2 separate regions of the Oryctolagus cuniculus genome follow, and region 1 is linked to region 2. The links are chromatin contacts, called in public Hi-C maps. All regions are on one chromosome and are shown on one strand. The core of a region is the stretch at or near the end of the contact, and the rest is flanking DNA. Distances in the headings are between cores, read along the strand shown. Region 1 overlaps ANK3 (ankyrin 3). Region 2 overlaps CCDC6 (coiled-coil domain containing 6).

Evidence for each region. Hi-C and Micro-C count contacts between places; a contact is called where the count stands out from the background.
Region 1: a Hi-C map of an unstated tissue shows a contact between it and region 2, with 6 times the contacts expected there. The contact joins two enhancer-like sites. A contact is called at or near these places in 2 of 6 Hi-C or Micro-C datasets (psoas muscle and an unstated tissue).

What each region holds. Positions count from the first base shown.
Region 1 is chr15:52,405,584-52,410,282 of mOryCun1.1, forward strand. It overlaps ANK3 (ankyrin 3), which reads right to left. Exons shown (of 43, transcript XM_070057690.1): 43 at 1-2. Among named protein-coding and RNA genes, the nearest start is that of CCDC6, 120 kb to the left of the region's middle. Within about 2 kb of position 2,863, at least 1 of the 8 cell types and tissues checked has an H3K27ac peak or open chromatin away from gene starts, as enhancers often do.
Region 2 is chr15:52,245,649-52,250,350 of mOryCun1.1, forward strand. The region is part of intron 1 of CCDC6 (coiled-coil domain containing 6); the gene reads right to left. Among named protein-coding and RNA genes, the nearest start is that of CCDC6, 39 kb to the right of the region's middle. Within about 2 kb of position 3,158, at least 1 of the 8 cell types and tissues checked has an H3K27ac peak or open chromatin away from gene starts, as enhancers often do.

The DNA of each region.
Region 1 (4,699 bases), core at 1,613-4,112, 160 kb after region 2:
TTCTGTGGAAAGACAGAAGGCAGTGAGTTTAGTTTAGCTTCCTTTTTTTTTTTTTTTTTTTTTTTTTTTGGTAAATGCTGCTTTATTTTCATCTACTTGAAAGGCAGAGAGAAATCATCCACCTGCTAGTTCACTCCACAAATGCCTGCAATAGCCAGGGCTGGACCAGTCCAAAATCAGGAGCCCAGGTCTCCCACAGAGATGGCAGGGGCACAAGCACTTGAGTTGTCACCTGCTACCCCCCTGAACGCATTAGCAGGAAGCTGGATTGGAAGCTGAGGAGCCTTGACTCAGCCCAGCCTTCCCATATGAGATATGGGTGTGTCTGGACCTACAGCTTAACCTGAGGTACTGTAACACCCACTTTTTTGTTTTTTAAGATTTATTTATTTTATTTGAAAGGCAGAGTTAGAGAGGTCTTCCATCTGCTGGTTCACTTCCCCAGATGGCTGCAACAGCTGGAGCTGCACCAATCCAAAGCCAGGAACCAGAAGCTTCCTCCAGGTCTCCCATGTGGGTGCAGGGGCCCAAGGACTTGGGCCATCTTCTACTGCTTTCCCAGACCAAGGTAGAGAGCTGGATCAGAAGTAGAGCAGCCAGATCTTCAACCGGCGCCCATAAGGGATGCCAATGCTTCAGGCCAAGGCTTTAACCCGCTGCGCCACAGCGCCAGCCCAACCTACCTGTTTTTGTTTTAAAGAGAACTTGGCTAAGCCTTTCTTGACAGCAGAAAAGTCCAAGGGAATGGGGGCCTTCCACTTTGGAGTAGGGTAGTTTAACACGATGCTTTTACAGAAGCTACTTGTTAGATGCCTCAGAAGACAAGGCCCTACAGCGTACCAGAAATCAATTAGAAGACCTTACTGGGGCCGGCACTGTGGCGTAGCGGGTAAAGCCGCTGCCTGGGGTGCCAGCATCCCACATGGGCACCAGTTTGAGATTCAGCTGCTCAACTTCTGGATCTAGCTCTCTGCTGTGGCCTGGGAAAGCAGTAGAAGATGGCCCAAGTGCTTGGGCCCCTGCACAACACGGGAGACCTGGAAGTAGCTCCTGGCTCCTGATCGGTGCAGCTCTGGCTGTTGTGGCCAATTGGGGAGTGAACCAGTGGATGGAAGCTGTGTGTGTGTGTGTGTGTGTGTGTGTGTGTGTAACTCTGACTTTAATAAATAAATCTTTAAAACAAAAGACCATATCTGGGTGACCCTGTGATTTAAACAGAGCCTTGCTTACTACATTTGTGGTTCTGGAGATGGAGTCAGAGGGACCTGTTGGTTGTGTCTGAAGCTAGGATCACTCAGCTCTTCAGAGAGCCAACTACAGCTGCTTGGGCCTCAATCGTACCATTTATAAATGAGGTGGCTGGTACAGGTGATCTGAGATGGTCCAGGTGCCTTGCATTTTGATATTGATGACCAACATGGGCCCAAAAGGCCAGGGATAGAGTCAGCGCAGGGCTGAGGAAGGACCATCTGCATATTTATAACACCATTTGCAGGCCATGCAAACTTACCAACTTCAAAATTAGCCTGCTATGGATGCACTGGACTTCGAGTCCTGCCTGCAGCTGCCTTGGCAGGGCCAGACCAGATGCTTTCCTGGGCCTTATTGGGTGGACCAGACATCCCCTCCCCCACCTTGTAGGGCATCTCAGTTGTTTCTGAACGTTTTATAAGTCCCTGACCCCTCCCCCATGCCGCTGTAAAAATCCAGCTAATCTCTGCAAAAAGAACAGCGCCATTACTTAATTTCTATGGAATGGCTTCTCCAGATGTAATTTAACATCAAAGCCTAGCTGGTGGGGCCATTGTTCCGCACAGCAGATGAGATGCCTGCATCCCTTCTCGGCGTGCCTGGGTTTCATCTCTTGCTCTGGTTCCTCCCTCCAGCTTCCTGTCACTGTGCGCCTGGGGAGGTGATGGTGATGAGTTGGGTTCCTGACAGCCACGTGGGAGACCTAGATTGTGTTAACCAGTTCCTGGCCTTGGCCTGGCCCGGCTGAGCCCCAGCAGCTGCAGGCATCTGGGGAACGCACCAGTGAATGGGCGCTCTGTCTGGTCTGTGTTTCCTCCATCATGAATAAAATAATTTAAAAGTGTTTTTATTAAAAACTTTAAGCACTGCAAAGAACAGCTTTCTTCTCCTGTCCACATCAGTCATGGTGGGATCATTTAATTTAGCTTTTTTTTTTTTTTTTTAATGGAGGTTTTACTGAGAATGTCTTATCTTACTGGACAGTTCCTATATAAAGCATCAGTGTTTGATGGCCAGGCTGAATATGTCAAAATAAATCAACATTCTTTAGCAAAGGTTTTCAAACTTTTGTTCAGCATTGTTCTTATGTGAATTCCTTCTCCACGGAACATAGATCCTCTCACATGGAGTCCTGCTTTCCCAGTCACCGTGAAGAGCCGATGGAACTGAACGCCTGTCTGAGAATAAGACACAGCCCCTCTAGAAATCCTGAGGCATGCTGTCCTGTAGGAATAATCCTGTCCACTCATGTACAAGCAACAACGCATTTCTGCAAACCTAGAAGAACCTGAGAATTAGGCTTCACTTGGGGACCTAGAGTGTTCTCGGTCGCCTGCGGTTGTTGGGCTTATCCTGGACACGTTGCTCTGTCTTCATAAGGATCCCCTGAGACACTCTGGCCTGTGCAAAATGTCAGTGCCGCACTTCCTGTCTGCCTTATAGAGCCCGAGACTTGCCTTTTTTTTTTTTGTATTAAAAGTGCTGTTGACCTTCAGATCCCAGGTCACTAACGCTTGCAGCCAAGAACATCAAAGTATCAATTCCTTCTGGGTGGTTTCAGCACCTCCCTCCCCCATGGCTCCCATCGTCCCGAGAAGGAAAGTGACTCATTGGGCAGATCATGTCCAGAGGACAGGCAAAGCGCAGTAAGATCAGGATTTTCACGCCTCTGTTTTTACCCCTTCATCCTAACCTCGTAGGCACCAGGCTTCTCTGATGTTCCCATTATAATGTTACCACAGTGCACACCCACCCTGTTTCTTAGGGGGATCCTCAGGAAGTTTCTCTAAACTTTTTCCCCTACTGTTTTACTGTGTGACATACACTTTATTCCATTTATTAGAAAGTTTGATCATTTTTAGTTAATTTACAGATGGGAATTCACAACCTAGTTTAATTTTTTTTGTTGTTCTCTACTGAAGACCAACCCAACTTCCTAGATGAATTTTGTAACAAGAAGCAAGGCCTTCTTCTTACCTCAGTGTAAGCAAACATTATCTAGAAATAGTAGATACATTTCAGTAACTTAAAAAAAATGCTATGAATTATGTCCCCGTGTTTTTGAGTGAGTGTGATTTTAAAAGTGGGAGTTAGTTCCCCTTATAAAACTTGGTAGTGCAGTGTTGATCTCAGCCTTACAGGATGCAGGGAGGTCCTACACGAACCAGACTTTGTATCAAATATTGCACTGCACAAAAAGCCGGAGACTTTGTATCAAATACTGCACTGCACAAAAAGCCCGAGCACCGTGATTTAAGTGGCTGAGTGCCCTGCATAAAAGAGCTGCACTGTGTATAAACTGTGACGAGGGCGCCCTCTGATGGGCAGGCATGAGGGCAGGAACATTTCAGGAAGAGAATTTTGAATCTAACCCCTTCCTGGGCTTAGATAATGAATCGGAGATGGACAGATTTGCATTTCGGAATTTTTGGGTTTTGTATACCTTCCAAAGCCAAGGTAGGAGAAACTAGCTTAGAAGACAAGCATTGCTTTCTGCCATTTTCCTGTTAATTTTTTAACTATTAAGAAAATTATTATAGAAATTTTAAAAGAGAAAAAGACTACTTCAATGGGTTTTCATGGTGGTTATTTTGCAGATTAATATTGTACTTGCTGTATCATGTCTTCCAATCAGGAGTACACTTAGCCACACAATTGACCTGTCCCTTCCAAGCCCATGGACATACCTGCGGTTTTTTAGCTCTTAATGTGTAGGTTAAGAAACATCTCCCATCTTTAGCTTGGCAACTGAAGCTCTGTGTGTTCTAGCGTGGAAAACATTATTACATTAGGATGATCTGGGAAGACTTAAAATGACCCAGGAGTCCGGGCTACATCCACAGGGGTTTATGCAGATTTCTTGGAACGGGACCCAGCGTAAACATTTTAAAAAAATCTATACTGTAGTGTCTGACCAAGGTTGAGAGCCAGGGGCATCTGCTGGTGCCCTGTGAAGTGTAATGTGCTTATGTATCACCTGGGATTCTGATTCAGCAGATGAGGGCTCAGTCCTGACACCCGTAGTTCTCTCAGACTCCCAGGGACTTCACTTTTGTGGGTCCACAGCCCTCCCTCTGAGGATCTAGACAGCTGTTGACTGCACTACTTTCCATTATTTTTCTTTGCTCACGAATCTGTATCCACCTACTAATTCCCTTCCTTAGTCACCCATATCTAACTCCACTCTACACTTTGTTTGTTTCAAATGCCATCTCCTTGGGTGGGCATTTAGCTTAATGAGTAAGATGCCAACTCGGATGCCTCTGCCCTATACTGGAATACCTGGGTGCCACACCCAGCTCTGGCTCCTGATTCAGCTTCCTGCTCATGCAGATGCTGACAGGCAGCAGTGATGGCTCCAGTGATGGAGTCCCTGTCTCCAGTATAAAGGCCCAGCCCCCATCTCCTACACTGCCCTGTTTCAATACAGCTCCTTAAGAGCCAGATG
Region 2 (4,702 bases), core at 1,908-4,407:
GGTATGTAAAATCCATCTCCTTAAAGCTTTTCTAAACAGCTTTCTCTCAAGCAAGCATATTTTTCTTTTTTATCTTACATATCAATGAACATAGAAAATGTTAAGTAGCCTAAGAAAGAAACAAGAGATGCAGATCAATCTGTAACAACTAAATAAAATATGAAACAGTCCTAATTTTTCATCACCGTAACACTTCACAGACTCAAATAATTATTAGGCATGTTTAGTATTTATCATTTTGATTCATTTAGAAAAATAGCTAGCCCTTTCTTCATATATCATATTTATTATGCTTAAAGACAGGTCCCAATTTATAAACGCCCTGAAAGTTACAAATTTTCCAAGTTCTCCGTTGGTTGTTAGGACAGCACTTTATACTGGGACAACTCGGAGGTCAGAGTCCCAAGAGCAGCTTTCAAACTCATTCCTGCCATGCTATCCCTGAATTCTGCCATGAAAAGCAGCCGCCTGAATCCAGATTCCAAAAGCAAAGAGACAAAGGCAGGAGGAAGGAAGCTTGTTCCCATCTTTAAGCACAGACTAGTTTAAGGCCTAATTTCCAAGTTTTCCTGGTGTGTTTTCTCCTTTTCCTCCTTTTTCCTAAGCACCCACTGCTTCACTTACCAGATATGCAGTACTCTTGACTACAGAAAAACTAAACAATTATTTCCTCAAAATGAAGCATGCCCTCCAATCTTCCCTTACAAAACAAAGCCAGCACCTAGCGACCCCTTTCGGTGAAAACAGACAGCGTCAAGTCGTATAGGACGTGAAAGCTGGATTTCCTGAGTCTCATGATTGTTCTGGGGTGGTAAGTGGACATAACAGGGTCTGCTTGAGCATTTTCTCCCAGAAAAAGCTCCGTTGTCTACTACTATGGAAGCAACCATCCCCAAATATAGCTTTGCAAAACTGTTTTATGCCTTTGTCAAACCAATAGCTAAGAATGCTATACTGCTATACTTTGAATGATCTGTGATTATTTTAAAATGTACTGTATATTGGTGAAATGGTTATTTTTCCATTAATTATTATTATTATATTGTTAATATAGCCACTGTCTATAGTGCCAGTAAACTAGAGTTTTTTTGCTTTTTACTTGTGAAATCTTATTCAGTGGAAAAAAAAAAACAACATCCCATGCTTATAAACAATGTATTATTTGTCATCCCTCCATGGGCTGATGGGTGGTTCTTCAACTGGTTTTACTGAGCTCACTCATGTGGCAGAATTCAGCTGGAGGTTCGTTCAGCTGAGCTAGAGACCAAAGCTGAGATCAAGGGAGAGGAAACAGGCTTCACCTCTTAAGGAGAGAAACAGTGCAGATCTCAGGAGCAGAAGAAACAATAAAAAGAGATGACACAAAAAAGCTGAAGCCTAAGAGTCTCAAACCACAAACGTGTGCAAGAACAAGTCCCAGCAACAAGACAAGTATACAAAGGGAGAAATGACCACCCTGGTGTTGGGTGTCTGTGTCTCACAGCACTGGTGACCTCAAGTACAGCATCCTCACGATGAGGAGAGGACCATCTCCAAAGTGGAGCTTCGCCCAGAAGCCACTGGGAGAAGTTATTCACTGCCCCTAGAATACGTGTTGTTACAACTAGCAGTCGTGCGTGTTTAACAAGACAGCCACTAATGCCACACCCTCTACACTTCTACCCATCCCCAACACTGTCCCCAGCGCAGTGGCTGAGGCCAGGAGCACAGGGACCGACAGGACAGTGCTGTAGGGCTCCAGGCTGGGAAAAATGCAAGCTGCTTCTTGGTTGTTGCCACTTGGGCTTAACTTGTTAAGCATCGCCTCTAACAACCAATCAACAGGGGGAGCTCTGAGATAAAGTGACCTCTGGACCGGGCAGTAAGGCCAGTTACAGGCCAAAAAGACAGGAATGCATGGCCCTGCCCATTCCTCCACCCCCCCACCCCGGCAAGATGTATTCCCAAAGACAGCAAAATGTTAAAGGAAAGAAAAACAAGCAAAACCTTCAAGCAAAGAATAAAGCCCTGGCCATCAAGCTCACCCTGGAGGTTGCCTGACTGTAGGTTTGCTTGCACACTGAATTTCATTCCAAACTGAGCACTGGCCACACACCACTGTGGGCCAACCCAAAGCTTCGCTAGGGCAGGAAACCTGCCCACGTCCCCACGCCTGACAGAAAGCACTCCCCTTCAGCTTTCCCTCATGGGAAGTTCCTAGCCAGACAGCTGCAAGAAGAGGAAGAAGGCTACAGCCATCAGATCTGTGGAATTTAATTCAATAGTGCAAAGTGTCTCCTGCATTGTAAGTGCCATGTGGATTCGGCAGTGAATGCCCCAGACACTGTCCCTGCCCTGAAGGGGTACATGATCTCCTGGTAATTAAGGAAAAGCACCATCATTCATCCATACATTTAGCAACTGGCTGCATAAATAGCCTGAAGAATAGATTTTAAAGGGGATTAAGTTGCTCAGACGAAAATGCTGAGTATTGGACCCACTAGAGGAACAGAAGAAATACAGGAGGCAGCCTAAGTCTGGCACCTAAGCACTCACGCACCTGCTGAACAGTGAGGAGCAGAAACGTACACAAACACAGAAACTGCATACAGCCGGCTCATCCATACTCCTCTCATTCAGCGTGCATACCAATGCTACGCATCTCAGGCCTACCTCAGGTGGAGGGAGATGTGCTCAGACAGTTCGAGGTCCTTGCCCAGGGATCTAAAATACTAAGTATGAAGGTGACGATCCAAACTGGAAGCCTGGGCTGGCTCCAAGTCTCCTACCTAGTCCTTTTATGGCCTAACCTCACCGGTTCAGGACCAATGCCATCTGCTCATCTCCAGGAGTTGCAGCATCACACTTCAGAAGCCCAAAGCTGCCACCCTTGCAACTAAAGCCAACGTTATCTGTGCTGGCACACAATGCCAGAGCATCACAAGGCAGCTCGCCTATAGCAAAGGAGATACCTGATAATTTCCTTTCCCACACTAAAGGTAACTGAATGTTGGGTGACTGACGGGTAATTTAAGAAGGGGCAAGAGCCACTGTGTGCTCTGGCTACCACTACCTTCCAGCGGGAGAATGCATGTTTCCTGATAGCATACTCGCTTCCTGCACATCTTCTCCCTCCTCGTGTGGATACTGAATCCAGGCAGGTCTGTCAAAGAAGCCACAGGGGCAGGTCTGCTCAAGCGAGCCAGGGGGACGTGGATTCACATCTACAGAGAAACTGCAGGGTAGGAAGAGGCACACTCCCTGGGTGCAGAGAAGAGCTACCAGGAACAGGCCTAACTCTTATCCTTTCAGAGGCCTGCTGACAAGGTTGGCCCCTGGCTGGCGGCTGGGAACGCAGACGTAAGGAGCATTCCTGCACCCTGACACAAGCAGCTTCACTGTGCCCGATGGGGAACACCCGCTTTCCTTTGAGAGCGTGGAATTTCAGGACTCGCCAAACGGAGACGGCTCACATGATCAGCCCTCATAAAAAACCCTGGGCTCTGAGCCTTTAACGAGCTTCCCTGGTAGGCAACACATGGCTCGCAAGTCAATGCTGGAGGAACGAGGCACATCCTGTGACTCTCCTGGACTGGGCTCTCAGGAGTCTTGTGCTTGGTTGTCTCTGGACTTCATCCCATGCATGGTCTCTTTCCTGATTCGGTTCCAGTCCTCTGCAGCAATAAAGCCTAGCCACGAATATGACTACATACTGAGCCTTGTGAGTCCTCCTAGACTATCTTCGAACCTCAGAGTGGTCCCAGAGATCCCGACACACCCTACAACTCTAAAGGATACCTTCTAGTTTTTCTTTCTTTCTTTTTTTTTTTTAAAAAGATTTATTTACTTGAAAGTCAGAGTTACACAGAGAAAGGAGGAGAGGTGGGGTGGGGTGGGGGGAGAAAGAGAGAGAGAGAAAGAGAGGTCTTCCATCTGTGGGTTCACTCCCCAACTGGCTGCAATGGCTGGAGCTATGCCAATCTGAAGCCAGGAGCTTCTTCTGGGTCTCCCATGTGGGTGCAGGGGCCCAAGGACTTGGGCCATCCTCCTCTGCTTTCCCAGGCCACAGCAGAGAGCTGGATCAGAAGAGGAGCAGCCAGGACTCGAACCGGCACCCACATGGGATGCCGGCACTGCAGGTGGTGGCTTTACCCACTGTACCACAGCGCCGGCCCCATAGTCTATCTTTCAAAAGCCAAGGGGAGCCACCAGAAAGCGCATACTTCACACCTGTCACGTCCTCGTGATTTCAGCTAAGTGAACTTGACAAGGAGGGTCACTGAGGCCACTTAGCCAGAAAAGGCTCCCCCTCCCTGTGGGCTCTTAACCAACTGTCTACTTACCACTTCCAACTGCAGATCGTAACAATACTGGAGATACAATCAGTGGCAAATACAGGTTCTGATTCCGTCCCATCTTGCCAAAGCACGCAGGCACCCAGTTGCTCAAGGCAAACATCTGGGAGTGAGCTTTGGTTCTTCTGTCCCTCTCTGTCCCTATGTTCACTCAGTCCATCACCAAGTCCCTTCACAGATGGCGTCAATACCAGAACACTGCCCTGTACTTGGTAGCTCCGTTCCATCGTCCTGCCACTGTTAGATAATGAATACAGCTGTTGCAGATGGCAAGTGATCAACCCCACCCCGTGCTAACTCAACTTTCTTCTTCTTCCTTCACGTAACAGGAACCTGCCTCATTCTAGCAGACACATGACTACCCGGCC